2 separate regions of the Mus musculus genome follow, and region 1 is linked to region 2. Evidence: chromatin contacts called from public promoter capture Hi-C data. All regions are on one chromosome and are shown on one strand. The core of a region is the stretch at or near the end of the contact, and the rest is flanking DNA. Distances in the headings are between cores, read along the strand shown. Region 1 holds the start of Cldn1 (claudin 1). Region 2 overlaps Tprg (transformation related protein 63 regulated).

The links. Promoter capture Hi-C pulls out the DNA fragments that hold promoters and counts their contacts.
Region 1: a contact with region 2 is called in a promoter capture Hi-C map of embryonic stem cells, with 6 times the contacts expected there. The contact joins the promoter of Cldn1 here to the enhancer-like site in region 2. A contact is called at or near these places in 2 of 39 promoter capture datasets (cranial neural crest and embryonic stem cells), 1 of 484 Hi-C or Micro-C datasets (cardiomyocytes) and 1 of 9 other capture datasets (adipose tissue).

Annotation. Positions count from the first base shown.
Region 1 is chr16:26,368,124-26,375,406 of GRCm38.p6, forward strand. It overlaps Cldn1 (claudin 1), which reads right to left and starts at 3,716. Exons shown (of 4, transcript NM_016674.4): 1 at 3,281-3,716. The coding sequence starts at 3,503.
Region 2 is chr16:25,372,184-25,379,482 of GRCm38.p6, forward strand. All of the region lies in intron 4 of Tprg (transformation related protein 63 regulated), which reads left to right. Among named protein-coding and RNA genes, the nearest start is that of Tprg, 89 kb to the left of the region's middle. Within about 2 kb of position 4,983, at least 33 of the 459 cell types and tissues checked have an H3K27ac peak or open chromatin away from gene starts, as enhancers often do. A contact at or near this core is called in adipose tissue and embryonic stem cells, where this site is marked.

The DNA.
Region 1 (7,283 bases), core at 2,466-4,965, 990 kb after region 2:
GTATTATGCCACTTAACTTCTTTCCTTCAGTCACTGAAGTTGGCGACAACCAAAGTTGTCACAAGCCTTACCAATGACCTTTGCTGCATTCCAACAAGTAAGAATAGGGCCAAGCTCAGGTTTGCTAAATAGGCCAGTGGACCTTTGATCCATCCCTCTACTCCTCCTACTCTGCCCTACGTTACAAATTGTGAATCCCATGGAGAGCAAGTAGCTCTCCCTGGACAGGACAAACTGGGACAAGAACTCCACACGTTTTCATTTCAGACTTTGGCTCTTGTTTAACTTTTGTTCCACTCTGCACACCCATGGCGTTTCTGGATGTTGTCTATTTAGCAGCAGAAAGGAGTCTGGAGAAGCCTGAGTGGTTACCCACCTCTCCGCCTGTGCTGCACAGATACCCCGTCAGGGATTTTGCTCCCCCGCTGAGCTTGACATCATGGCAAGAGTGCTGGGAAACCTCACAACCACCAATACTCATTAAGCACACCTACACACATGTGAATTCATGCAGAGCAAGTTCAACAGGCTGGGGTAGCTTATACACAAATTACAGCAGTTCAGGGCTAGATGAGACTTAAAGAGAGTCTAGCATAACCTCCCATTTGTCTGCTGCTCGAATCTTCACAACTGCAATCCACAAAAATGCTTACATCTCTGCCTTCACACCTCCCAACACGCAGCCTCCTAGGAAAGCCCTGTCTTTGGACCGTGCTGGTTATTAAAGTGAAGCAAGAAGAAGCAATTAGCTAAGTACATGGAACAGGCAGCTGGCTTTCCACAATGCTGGGAATGGAATCAAAACCAAGAGAGATGTGTGAATTAGACAAAGAAATGTCTACCATAACTGTATTTACTCCTGTACTTTGTATGCCCAAATTTCAGCTGCAAGGATCGTCACTCTAAATGATCACAAGCAGGGGCTTGGCAATGTTCTGGGCTATTATGGGCTATAATTCACAGTGTAGCTATTGTTTTTCCAGGAAGTTATTGTTATATTTCTATAAACTGTTCGGCAAAAGCTCTGTACAGTATGGCCTCTTTATGCTATTTCCAGTGGTTCTCGTGGGACGTGATAATACTGCACTCACTGTACATATTGTGTAAAGGTCATGTGCCTTTCACAACTGATACCAGATATGACAGAAGTAGCCCTTGAGGTCTGGTTACAAAACACTGAAACTCTTCTATCTTATACTTTGGTGAAGTGGGCTCTGGGGCAAAGTTCACGAGTACAATATTAGGAAACCCATAGCTGTGCCTCTTACCTCAAAGCATCTTGTGAGAGGTAAACTTCATGAGACACACACACATACACACACAGATAAGCCTTTTCATCTCTAGGCGTCATGGTACTATACCAAAACCAGCCAGTGAATCACCAACCAGATCTCTACATCAGGTAGGCGTGAACACCATGGCTCAGGTGGAGAAACAGAGACAAGTTTTCTGGGCCTGGTCCAAAGGCACCTACTGAATCACTGCTCAGCTGGGAGAGAAGTGTGAGTCAAGGCTCACGCTTCTGGGAATTGGTTTGTGGAGAGGCTGCTGGGCTCCATCTTGAATAAACTGTAGCTTTAACCAGAACAGAAGATGGAAGCTGTTTTCCGCTAAAACAAATCAACAAACAAGCCACTTCTAAACACTCCTTGTGATGGAAGGATAGTCAATGTGTTTATCACCGTTTTAGGAAATATAATAAGTATATTTAAAAGGAATAAATTACAATCAACCATTTAATGAATTATTCTGGGTAGGAGCGATCTGAATATTTGCTGCATGGACCATCATTCTATCCAGGCATTTGGGAAACTTAGACCTGATAAAATAAAGAATTTGGATTAGAGGAATAAAATTGATAGGAAGCCCTCTCTGGACTTGCTGTAGCAGATCTCACCTGCCAGGTCTACAATATGGTTCTGAAAATGCCTGGCACCATTTTCTTTCCACTGGACTAGTTCCCAATCGTCAACAGTCTGAGTGTATCCGGGGAGGGTAATAAATAGGACATGCTTTCCAAATGTATAGATTACTTTTAATAGAGGAGTCCAGATGTGGAGACAAAACCATGCCAGCTGAGTACATTCTACAGGTTCTCACAGTGTCAAGCTGATTTGTGGCAGGTCTCATAACTGTAAAGTGAAGTGCTTTTGTTGGGAAGGAGGAAGAGCTCCACTCTCATAGGTCAGGGACAATGCCAGCACTGTTCACAGCAGCATTCCCAGGGGACTGTGGAGTAGCTTTGTTTAGGCAAAGGCTAAGGGAACTCTTCCTCCTGTGAGGTAAAGGGCAGGACAACCAATGTGATTTCTCCAGGAAGAGAACATGCCCTGTAGGAATTGAATGGCTTTCTGACAAAGCCCTGAAAAAAGTTTTAGCTAAAAGTGAAGGCGAATACATCTTATCACCCGTCTCCCCAGAATCAGTAGAGATACTCCTGTCTATGCATGCCTTTCTCACTTTACATATAGGACCAATGCATCAATACATAGAGATTCCATTGCGGAAGGAAAAACATGGGAATAGCCTTTCTTTTTCCTCACAGACTTCTTCCCACATGGTGACCTCAACCAGGCTGCCTCCTTCTGTGCCTTCGCTCTTGCTGCCATGCTGCTGAGTTTATTCAGAAGAGCTCTCTTCAGTGACCCACTCCCCAGATGCCACCAGTCCTTCTTATTCTAAACTTGTACCGCACAAGTTGACTCTCCTGCAAATCCTAGTCCATCCTTTGGGGGCGGGGGGGGGGGGATCTCAAGAGGTTCTTCAAGGTAGAAAACCAAAAGACCCAAAGAGTAAACCTTAGCTGTGCGTTGGAAATGCCATGAGACAACTCAGAAAGTTTCTTATTTGATATTTCAGAATCATCTAGTTAACGCTTGTAAACCTACCCAAAGTGTGCCGTTTTCTTGTTCAAACCCTATTAGAATGAATGTGCAGAAGAGGCCCAAGAACCTAAGTTCCACAGTGGTCTTCATTCTCCCAATCTCCACCCACCTTGATTAGAATTTGAGACAAAAAAAAAATCACACCTAAAAGGGCAGAAGGTGCCAAGTAGAGAGTTAGAGGCAAATCTAGGGCTTTAACCTAGGGCTTGGGTTCTTTCTGCTTTATCAGGACAGAGCACATGCTGAAAAGCCTTGACCAATTTCGAGGGTAGCCTCTGGGCTGAATGAAGCTACTACAGAGGACAAGGGCTCCAAGGCTGGGGAGTGGGGGTAGAGAGGGTGGGGGAGAGTCCAAGGATAGGGAGTGGGGAGTTGGAGGATGAGGGTGCACTCACTGTTCAGATTCAGCAAGGAGTCGAAGACTTTGCACTGTATCTGCCCGGTGCTTTGCGAAACGCAGGACATCCACAGTCCCTCGTAGATGGCCTGAGCGGTCACGATGTTGTCCCCAGCATAGGAGTAAATCTTCCACTGGGGCAGGGCAGTGCTGACGATGGAGCCGATCCATCCCAGAGAAGCCAGGATGAAACCCAGCAGCTGCAGCCCCGCGTTGGCCATGGCTCTTTCCGAGGCTCCCGCGGGCTCAGTGGCAGATGCAGAAAGTGGAGTTTGCAAGGTGCGCACCTGAGCTCCCGAAGGTGATGGGGTCTCTGCAAACAAGTTAGTGCCTATACCCTTGCTCTCTGTGCAGCTGCGGGGCGAGGCTCCTGGCTTCTGGTCCGGGTAGGCGGTGGTGGAGTCTGGAAGTGAGAAGTGGCAGAGTTCTCTGAGACGCTGAACCGCCCGGCGCTGTGATTTAAAGCAGCTCCGCCCCTCCCGGCATGCAGCGCCCCCTGGTGGTTTCGTGGCCGAATCCCCACAAAGGTCCTCGCAGGCCAGCTCCGTGGTGGATGATGATGCCCCGTGGGCTACCTGGGGACCATCTGAAGAGAATCAGGCATCCCTAACCTCTTCCCTTCGTGTCTCTCCTAGCACTTGATAGGCATTTTCTTCATTTCACTCCGTAATTAACTAATAATAAAAGTTACCTCATCTGTGTAAATGCAAAAACAACACATAAAGATGGAAAAACTGGGGGGAACTAGAAACCTATTTTCATTTTTTAGTATATTCCCAGTATTTTATTCAGGAAATGTGTCTAACTCGATATTTCTATATTCCCTTCACCCTTGGGCACCTCTTGTCTGATAGTTCCTTCTCTTTTAGGGGCCCTCTGCTCCCTTCTGTTCCTTAAGGTCATTCCATTAGATTTCTCCCATTTCTCCCATGGGTCTCAGAGATGTTGAAACTTTATAGATTAGAGAAGAGCTAACCGGAGAGTGCCTCAGGGCAGGTTTCTAGTACACTCTTAGATCTGTGTGCTTTCCACTGCATATATATATATATTGTCTTTTGGGTTTTTATTTTCCTTTTGAAAATGCAGTCCACTATCTGACACACCCAATGCATGCATGCACGGGCACAAACACACAGACACACATATACACACATACACATACACATACACATACACATACACATACACATACACTTTTTCCTTAAAGCAATTTGCTTAGCATAGTAACTCCTTATCTGAGATGCCTGACCAGCAAAGACTTATCAGATGGAATTCAGCAAGTTCCTCCACATTCTCTTCCAGGAGAAAGAGAGACACTTGGATGCATCCTAGTAGAACTTAGTCTCTGGCTTTGGAGCTGGCAGTAATCTCCCCAGGCTTTGACCTAGGCTGCCTCTTGCTGTCCTCTCTGGGTCTGTACAGCTTCCTTGCTTGTTGCTACACAGAAGCCCACATTGTGGTTGAGAATAATTAAAATGTTTTCTCAGCTGTTATTTTGTCTGTGGTGTGAGTACGGTGGAAAGAGAGGCTTCTATGGATTTAGTAAAAACAGGAGAATTGAGGGCAGAAATAAACACATGAGTGAAAACAAGGGATGCTTCCATGCATGCTAAGGAAAGTACAAGCTTGCCACAAGAAAGTTATGTGAAAAACAAAATAGAACGACAAACAAAGCCTTACTGCCCTCACTCCCATGCTCACTGTTCTCAGACCAGCTTTGTCAATGCTTAAGGATAAAGACTCAGATCTGCTGTAGTCAGGGACTTAGGGAGTAGTGATGACAACAGAACTCAGACAGGAGATAGCAAGATTTGAACAAGTATTCATTGTCCTGCTCCTGCTCCCAGCTGTTTTCCAAACATAAAAGATCTCTAAATAAGATCTGTAGGTAGGCCAGGCCCTGGCTGACTTGTGCCCTCACGCCCTCAGCCTGCAGGCAGTACTACTCTGTGAGTTCAGAGGAATATTCCCCTGGTATCTAGTGTCTGTTCAGGCAGATGAAATGTCAATCATGCTTAGAACACAGAATTCCCTCAAGACGTGCACTATGTGAGATCATATGATCGTATCCATTTCTGCTGCAGTTTTTCAGCGCCCCTTTCAAAAAATAAGATTTGAATTCATCTATGTAGTTGTGCCTGAGGACCCATTTCTACGAAGCCGCAGTTGGCAGGGGATTAGAGGCATGGCTTCTGATTTGTTTTGTTTTGTTTTGAATCCAGATCTGTGCAAGGCTGACTATTTTGCTTCCCACAACTGTGTTTGGGCGGCTGCGGTGAGCTTTCCCACTCTGCTGCTCTGTGCTCACCTCGACATCCTAATCCCGTCTAGTTTTCTGTCCCTAGCCTCAGAGGAGCAACAGATGAGATAATAGTTCAGTCTAAATCCATTAATTTGAGAAGAAAAACAACCCACAAACATCAGCTTTTCATATCTAAAGCATAAGTAATAAAGGCAATAACATGAGCCAGAAGGTTCTAGAAAAGGCTGCCAGTGGTGCGGTCAAAGTCCTAGTGCAGTCTAAGAAAGTAAATCTGCCATGTGACTGCATGTAGATTCTTCCCTTTTTCTGCCTCAGTTTTGCAATCAATAAAAGTAGGGATTGACTTCTCAGTCATCACCTGCCTACAGAGGACACTTGTGAGCAGTACAACCTTGTCAGGGGCTAAGCTCAGTCTCTTCAGTGTTCCCATATTTCTATGTGAGGGAATAAGGTAAGAGGTCACTTTGCTTACCTAAGGGTCACATTTGGTAACATACAGTGTTGACACCCCCCATGGCAACTCTGCTCTAGAGTCCTGGTCTTGAACCTGACCTCTATAATATTTCTCTAGAAGCCCCAAGCACACTGAGCACGGGTAGATTTTTTTTCTCTACCTCCTATTTTGTTTGTCTTGGTCCAGGCAGTGAGAGATATACTGCATCATGATAGTCCCTTCCTAGTCTCTGTTGCTCCCCAACGGAGGCTCTTTCTGGAATGTCATGAGTCTCAGCTTGGAGAATTGGTGGTGGTGCTGGTGGGGGAGCGGTGTATAAGCTAACATCAAAGAGTCCTATGGCTACTGCACATACTTACATGATTGATGCTTGGACTCAGTGAGCCTGAGGACCAGCAGAAAACACACATACAGACACACACACACACACACAGAGACACATACCACACACAGACACATATACCACATACACATAGACACACACATAGACAGACAGACAGACAAACACACATACAGACACACACACACACACACAGAGACACATACCACACACAGACACATATACCACATACACATAGACACACTCAGACACAGACACACACATAGACAGACAGACAGACAAACACACACACAGACACACACAGATACAGACAGATACACATACCACATACACTCTGGTGCACACAGACAGACACATACACACACACACACGTAGTCTGGCACACACATGTAGACACACACACACACATAGACAGACACACACTGACAGACGCACACACACATACAGACACACAGAAGCAAGAGACCAATGATGCAGAAGAGAATGTTGACAAAGGAAGGCAAGGGGCACTGTGATGTTCTCTGGTTGCTGAAAGGACAAACGCTTTGGGATGCAAACCTTTAACTTAGGGATGGCCTCTGTTCAGGCTTATGACTCCCTTTAAAATGATTTGGGAAGGAAATACAGAACAGATAGACACACCACCGAACAATCTGCTGTGTCAGGGAGCAGATATTCAAATGTGAAAATATAGCATGAATTCTAGTGTTAGGATATGAAGGTTCCCAATTCTACAAACCATTGTTCCACACCTAAAGATATCTTAAAACATCCTTTGAAACTGCTAATCGCTTTTGAGATGGTAGTGAAGGGTTGTAGCTAAAAAGCATCAGCCGTTTGGGATATTGTTACTTGTGTATATAGAATTACAAGGTTGATCATATGGTATTGAATACCCAACTGGAGCATTCCCGGCAATTCTATGAGATGTAATCTCACACCCA
Region 2 (7,299 bases), core at 3,733-6,232:
CCTTTATAACTAATGTGGGACTAAAGGACAACAAAACAGTGCAGGCATTCCCTCTATACGCCTGCTCTGCCCACTTTTGGTCTTTCTTCATCAAGAGAAAAGATTTGCCATTGCTCATAACATGGGAGCTTAATATCATTTGAAAAAAATGTATGTTCATGTATGTATGTATGTATATAAATATAATATATAAGTATACATATGTAACATATATTTACACATATAATATACAGGTATACACATATATGTATAACATACATATATGTGTACATATACATGTATATATGTATACATATATACTTATAATACACATATATTATACATATATGTAAGTATACATAAGTACATACGTATATATGTATGTATGTATGTGGTGCACATATACAAGTAATATGTTCCACATGTATTAGCTTTCTTTTACTTTCTATTCAGTTTATTTTGCTTGTTTTCTTTTCTTGGATGATGATCATTTCTTTTTAACTATCTTGGAGATAGAATAAATACTAATGGGTAGCCAATCTTGAAAGCCACTGAGTCCTGGAGCAGAGAAGGCAGGTAAACAGGTCTGCTCTGTGAGGAGAGGGGTCTTAGTCATCCCCTTCATTGGGGGTCTACTCTGTGACTCTGAGAGTGGGAGTCAGGTTTCTGATGGTAACAGCAACAGCAACGTGATGGCTATCCCTAAGGCAATGGAGCACTATTGGTGAGAGATCGAGTATTTATTTCTTGATCAGAAAGTTACATATAAAATTGTCCCGATGAACTTGATCGAATGCCCCAATTCAGACCAAACAAGAAATGCATATAAAAGGTTCAAGGCACGATTTTAAAACCACTACATGGTCACATGAAGCACCAGTGGCTCTATCTGGAACATTTAATGATGAGAAGTGTGTTCTCACAAAAAGTAACTTATAAACAAGAAGACTAAGTGATAAGTATCTCCTGATCTTTATGGTTTATAAGTCAGGGATGGTGGGTCACTGTGGCCTGTAAAGCTCCAAACAATATGAACATTTTCCTAACTGGGATGCCAAGGCAGGTGGATCACTGTGGTTGGAGTCAAGCCTGGTCTACGTGACTTCAGTGCAGCCTGTTGTGCATTTTGTATGATAACTGCCATGTGTTTTTCTGGTGACCATCTCTTTCCTTTAATAGTAAATTAGAATTGTAAGCACCTAGGTCTCAGAATCAATGGTTAGTTATGGCAAGTTCGATGTGGCTATGCAAGAATTGGAAGACTAGTAGCCTTCGTAGGAAAGAAGAGATGAAATATATTGTCCCTGTCCTCAGTCTGCTTGAGATCTCATTGTGTTCTTACGTCTTATGAGACAGACATAACTTGACAGCGCATCTGTGAAAAACGGAAGAGAGAAGCTGCGGGAAGATCAGGCGATCTTGTTTTAGAGCTGGGAAGTTTACAGATAAACATATTTTGACCTGGAAGAGGGATGTGGCTCCTAGACTGAGGAGAAAAATTTGCCAAACAGATAAGAAGATGCAAATGTGCAACAAGTTGCTTAGGAACCACCACAGGGTCTCCTGGGTAACTGGAGTATACACAGAGAGGATAGACAGAGGTGCTCATACCCACGGCCTGCGCTGACAGTCAGGACAGAGTGTTTCATTTATTTTGTTTGGCTAATTTGAGTCAACTATTTTAAAGCCTGGAGGCTTTGCACACCTTTTTGTTCTACCATGTACAGCACAGCATCTTGTGTGACAAGCACGTAGCTCCGTGCTCAGTGCATGTTAAGTGCGTAATTGGAACTGGGTGGTATGTGTGATGGATTAGACCACTGAGAAAAGTACCACCAGGTCTTTGAACAAGTCCAGGTGAGAAGGATTGACAGGAGAGTTATACATAAAATTCTGAGTTCTCACCCTCTTAAAGGCACAAGATCACTCAAGAGTTGCTTGAAAGGGTGTAGAGTCTGAATCAGAATTGCCATGGGGTTTAGAGACCTACCATCCTCAGAAAAGGTCAAGCTGTATCACAAGTTGTGATGACAGGCAACAGGGGATTTTGTCACGCACACCCTGACTTTGCCTCTGGGCATCAGTGCCAAGAATGCCCTGGACTTGATCTTGATCCTGGGTGTGGCCCTGTCCACTCACTCATAATGACCAGGGAGGCGTGTTGACAAGCATGGGTGGATGCTGTAGGATCTCGGAGCTATTTCTTGGCAAGCTTTTGTGGGGAGGCGTTCCCCAAATGCCACAATCCTGTTATTTTTGAGCAGTGGACTAAACCCAGGTGCCTGATTGGACAAGACCACTCCCAATTTCTTCCAGATAAATATTTGGTTGCCAAGAAGTTATATTTAAATGAGAAATACCTCCTTAGGAAGTTGCTGCCTAGGGATTCCGGTACACATCAGGATGGATCTCACCCCTCCCGAGGAATGCCTGAGCAGACCCTAAATTTACTTGGCACTCACTGTATAATGCGAGGACACCTGCTTTGCGTTGTGTCAAAGTCTGTTCCTCTGGATAACAAGGAAATATTAGAGATGAAGCTTTTCTTCTGAAAGTGCTGTTAGCCTCCAGTATCAGGGCAATGGTGTCAGGACAGACAGGAGCCTGAAGCACAATTAGAGCAGCCACTAAAGACTTGGGGGCTCAAAGGAGAAAGTGGTTTTCTGCAGAGCTGGCTCTTTTCTAGCAATCTGTCCTAGAGTCTAGAATCTTGGGTTCTTGTTCTCTTGAGTTGCTCTCGCTTGCTGTCAATCTTTAATGTTACATTAAAATGCAGCATATCTGAAGTCCATGTAGTTACCCCGGCAGCTGCTGGGTGGCAGCAGACGTGCTCCAGCAGTGGTTAAGGAAAGTGCAGAAGGGCAGAGCTGCAAGATTCTCTGCACACTTACCTCTGTCCTGGTGGGACACACACACACACACACACACACACACACACACACACACATTCATGCATGCATGCACGCACGCAGGCACAGGGCAGAGACAAATGATAGCTAATTTTGAATTTTATAAAGAAATTGAGGACACTTGTTATGAAACAACCATCTAAACAGTAAATACTGGGACATCTTGAGTCTCTTTGTTGCTAGGCTGTGTAGGGTGTTTCCCACTACACTTACAGTTCTGTAAAGAGATGGGTTGTTTTCTTTACACATGAGTTCTCTGAGTTGCATCAAAGGAGAGGCACAGCCTTAGGCTCTAGGGTACAGAGTTGAAATGGCCCTGTTATGTTGAGGCTGTGCATCTTTCAGAACTGCTGATTCCTGGCTCCATTTAGGGTGATGGCTGCTGCAGCCGCAGCTGTACCCATAATGGTATATAACTGAAGCTCGTCCACATGCACATAAAACATAGTGGCCATCTTGCTCCTTCACTGAGGTCCCTCAGTTGTTATAAGCTGTTACAGGAATCTAGCAGAAAGGAACTGACTCTCCTGGCCATTGTGCTTGCATTTAGTTTGTTTGTTTGTTTTTTGCCATTTTTATTAGATCTTTGAGAATTTCACAAAACATATTCATCTCCCTCCCCCGACTCCTCCCAGACCTTTCCCACTCACCTAACTTTGTTTCCTCTTCATTAATTTAAACCCATCAAGTCCAATTTGCATTGCCATGTAGTCCTGGAAATGTGACTTTCCAGGGGACTGTGGTTGACCCACCAGGGGTTACAGCCTCAAAGAAAACTGTTTCATTACTTCTCTACATTATTGACCTATAAATCCTTTTCTCCCAATCATAATATTTGTGTCAGAAAAATTCTGGAGATAGAGGGACCCATAGAGACTATATAAGACCCAGAAGGGCAAAGCAACTTAGGTAAAATTACAGTTACAGAGACATAAACAACTGTGGGGCCCTGACTACTCAGGAAAACTCAGGCTTGGATCACAAAGCAAAGTGGCTTCACATACTGACTCTTATTTCTTGTCAGCCAATTCTCATCAGTAAAGACGGAAATTAATAACAGCATTTCAGGGATGTTGGTCAGTGTAAGCAGGTACTCTATTGGAAAGCCTAGTGGTTTGCTCATATGCAGTCTCTTGAATTTGGTTTGGACTCTTGGTGAGATCATGTGTTTTACAGTTTACAGCACAGTTAACCCTCCCCACCTGGTACAAGAGTACAACTCAGCCCTTGGTGGGAAAACAGTGCAAACAGTCCCTTCAGAATGTCTTCACGTCATAGGCTAACCAAGTTATAGCATGCTTTTCCCATATGTAGTTTAAGCATCTATTATTATGTTTGGGATATGCTTTGGCTTGTATTGCCAAACCTGTATAATTAAGTGTTATATTATAGTGGGCTCCACAGCATTGGGCAACGAAATGAATTCTGGCCTTGTAATCAGCTGAATTTTGTGCCAACTCTACAAGGCACTAGCTCTGTGATTGTACACGAATTTCCTTTCGAATCCATAAAGTGACAGTTCAAAAAAAAGAAAAAGGGGATATGACCGATTTTCAGATCTCATTTGCGGGGATTTTCTTCTGGGAATGCATCGGAGACTCCTACTGTCTGTGTAAGGTTTCATGTTGACTGCTGAGATCACTCTTCTAATCAAATCCGCTCAATCGTGGATGATTAAGATGATTTCCCAACCGCAGACCTCTCCTGCTCAAAGTTCTCTCTTTAAATTTACTGCCAGAGCTCAGTGGAGTTCAGTAGCCAGCTCAGATGCTGACAGACCTGGGAGACAGTACCGCCTCCTACAGGAAGGTGGCGCGAGAGACTCTTCTCATAGATCAACCAGGAGGCTAATGGCCTGGAATGGAATACTCACAGAATCAGTAAACTGGTGACCATTCAAAGCAGACTTCCCTTTTCGGGCATCCGGACTGTTAGTTGTCCAGCCTCAGAGGACTTCTGGTAAAACAGAATTGACTTGGGGAAGACTTTGCTTGTCATGATTTTCCCTGAGTGAAGTGGAAGTCAGCTTCTCTAAGAGTCGCCCTCCTCCCCCTTCTCTTCCTTATCTCCATGGAGTTAGGAGTCAGCCCATTAATTCAGTATCTATTCAGTTCTTGCAGTGTGCCAAGCATGCCAGAGCTGAGCTCTGGGGAGCAATGTGTGAAGTATTCGTTTTTCCGGGGCAAACGGTGAGATTGGAGAAGTATTAAGTATACGGCGTGTGGCAAATGCTGATACTTGTGACCCAGGTGGCACAGAAGGAGTGAAGGGGGCTCACTCAGAGGAGGCTACAGGAAGGATTCTCCAAAGATCCAGAATTTGAAAAATGTTCACTCTCTCCTTCATTTCAGTCCTCCTTGAGCTGATTATCCTGGTAGACAGTGACAAAGAGCACATTCTGGGGGGGGGGGGGGGGGGTCACACGAAGACTGGGGACACGAGTTCTCAACCCAGGCTTATTACTATTGTCCCTGCACAAAGATGGATGGAGGAGACGATCGGAATAGGTTGTTCAGTCCTTGCTGTCTAATTGGTCTCCGTCTCTCTTTCTTTTCCCCACTGATTAGCCTAGAAAAAAAAATCGCTATCTTTCCTAAGTGTTGGCTTTCTTAAAGTTCAGTGTACCCCATCTTCCATGACATAGACCTTTATTGGGGGGCCCTTAGCTTGTGGTTGAAATGTTCACAGTTCTTAACTGGAAAACACTGTTGAGAAAAGCCACAAAAATTGTGAACGTGCCCAGGCATATTGGAAGCTGCCCCCAAGGTCTTTCCATTGACCAGCACAAAGACTATGACGAAGGTGCTGTCTGCCCACTCCTATGTGGAAATCGTGTTGTGTTTGTCTAGAAGCCAGAAGGAAAAAAAATATATGTTGAAAATGGCCTGATGACAGCCTATTTTGAGATACAGATGCCTTGCTACTTCAAATCCTTTCTTGCAAAAATTCTTATAGTTGAAAGGTTTTCATTGGTCTGAAGTCCAAGGAAATGAGCGTCCTTCCTTATCTAATTTAGCTAGACTGACAGTTTGCCTGTAGCTATTGGGAAACAGAGGGCTACTCACAGCCATTGGAGTGAAACCTCTGGGATATGGGATACAGTTCCTAAGTTTGGCCACAGAAATGATTTTTTTCTTTAAAAATGCCCCAGAATGTAATTATATGTCTTTAAACTGGATGCATTTCCAGATCAACATCACTGTGGACTTGGGGTGGGCAGTTCTATATTTATAGAAGTTAAGCTTTGTGAGACTGATCTTTTTTTATTTTTTAGAGGTTCTCATGTGTAAAATATAGAAGGTGTTCTTCATTGAGGCATGGAACCTGATAGTATCACGCAGACTTCACCAGGCCCAAGGTGTTGAGGGTGTCTCAACCGGCTGTCCACTCAGGAAAATACTTAAATGAACTTAAAATAAAAAAAGAAAAGATCTATTTTTAGCTCAGTTTTTATAGTTTATGTCATCTCTTGGTCATGTCTTGAGGCCTGAGATGAGGCAGCCATGGCTGAAGTGTTTGATGAAGAAGTCTGCTCAGGTCATGGTCACCAGAAAGCAAAAAGAGGAGAGGCAAAGTTCAAGGTGGTGTCCCTGTAATCTAACTCCACCTTATTGGGTCCATCTCCAGAAAGTTCTAGTATGTCCAAGAACTGCTATAGGCTGTGGCCAAGCTTTTACCACATGGCCCTCCTGAGAACACTTAGCATCCATACCATAAGACAGGGCACAGAGTTTCTAGAATATTTTTGCTTAGCTTTGATCACTATTTTAATTTCTTCTTTGAAGAAAGAATACTATATTTTCTCAAGAATATAACTGGAAAATTTAGTGAATAGTGTATGTTGGAAACTGAAGTCATAGTTGACTCTTACAGTCATAGCCCATAAGTAGGTAATTTATCAAATATGTGCTAGGATGAAGGTGTTGTATGTGTGTATGTATGTCTTTTTATTACCCCAAGAAGAAAAGAACAGAAGGCCTGTGGGGAGATTCTGGGCCTTTTCCTTATTGGCTGTACTCCTCCGAATCAGCCTTGTTCTTGACAGCTTGACTAAGACATGAGGCAGCATGCATAGAAATACTATGCGAAGCCAAGTTCAAACACGTTCTTAAAAAAAAAAAAAAAAAAAAAAAAAAAGCATGCACAGCACGTGAATACATCTAAGTCGCTACTTCAGCTATTGAAGTGCTGTGGACCTAAGTGATACAGCCTTTGCTACTAATGATGCCTGGGGTAATAGCAGAGATAACTCAGGGATGTGGAAAAGTATGCTGTGAGGTACAAAGTGATTGTGGCAGTTGAGCTGAGTCCATACGCTGGCAACAATTAGCTATGATATACCCAAGAAACAGGAAGGAAACAAACAGACTATGGCATGGCCTTGGAGACTGGGTACAAATAGGTGATTGGA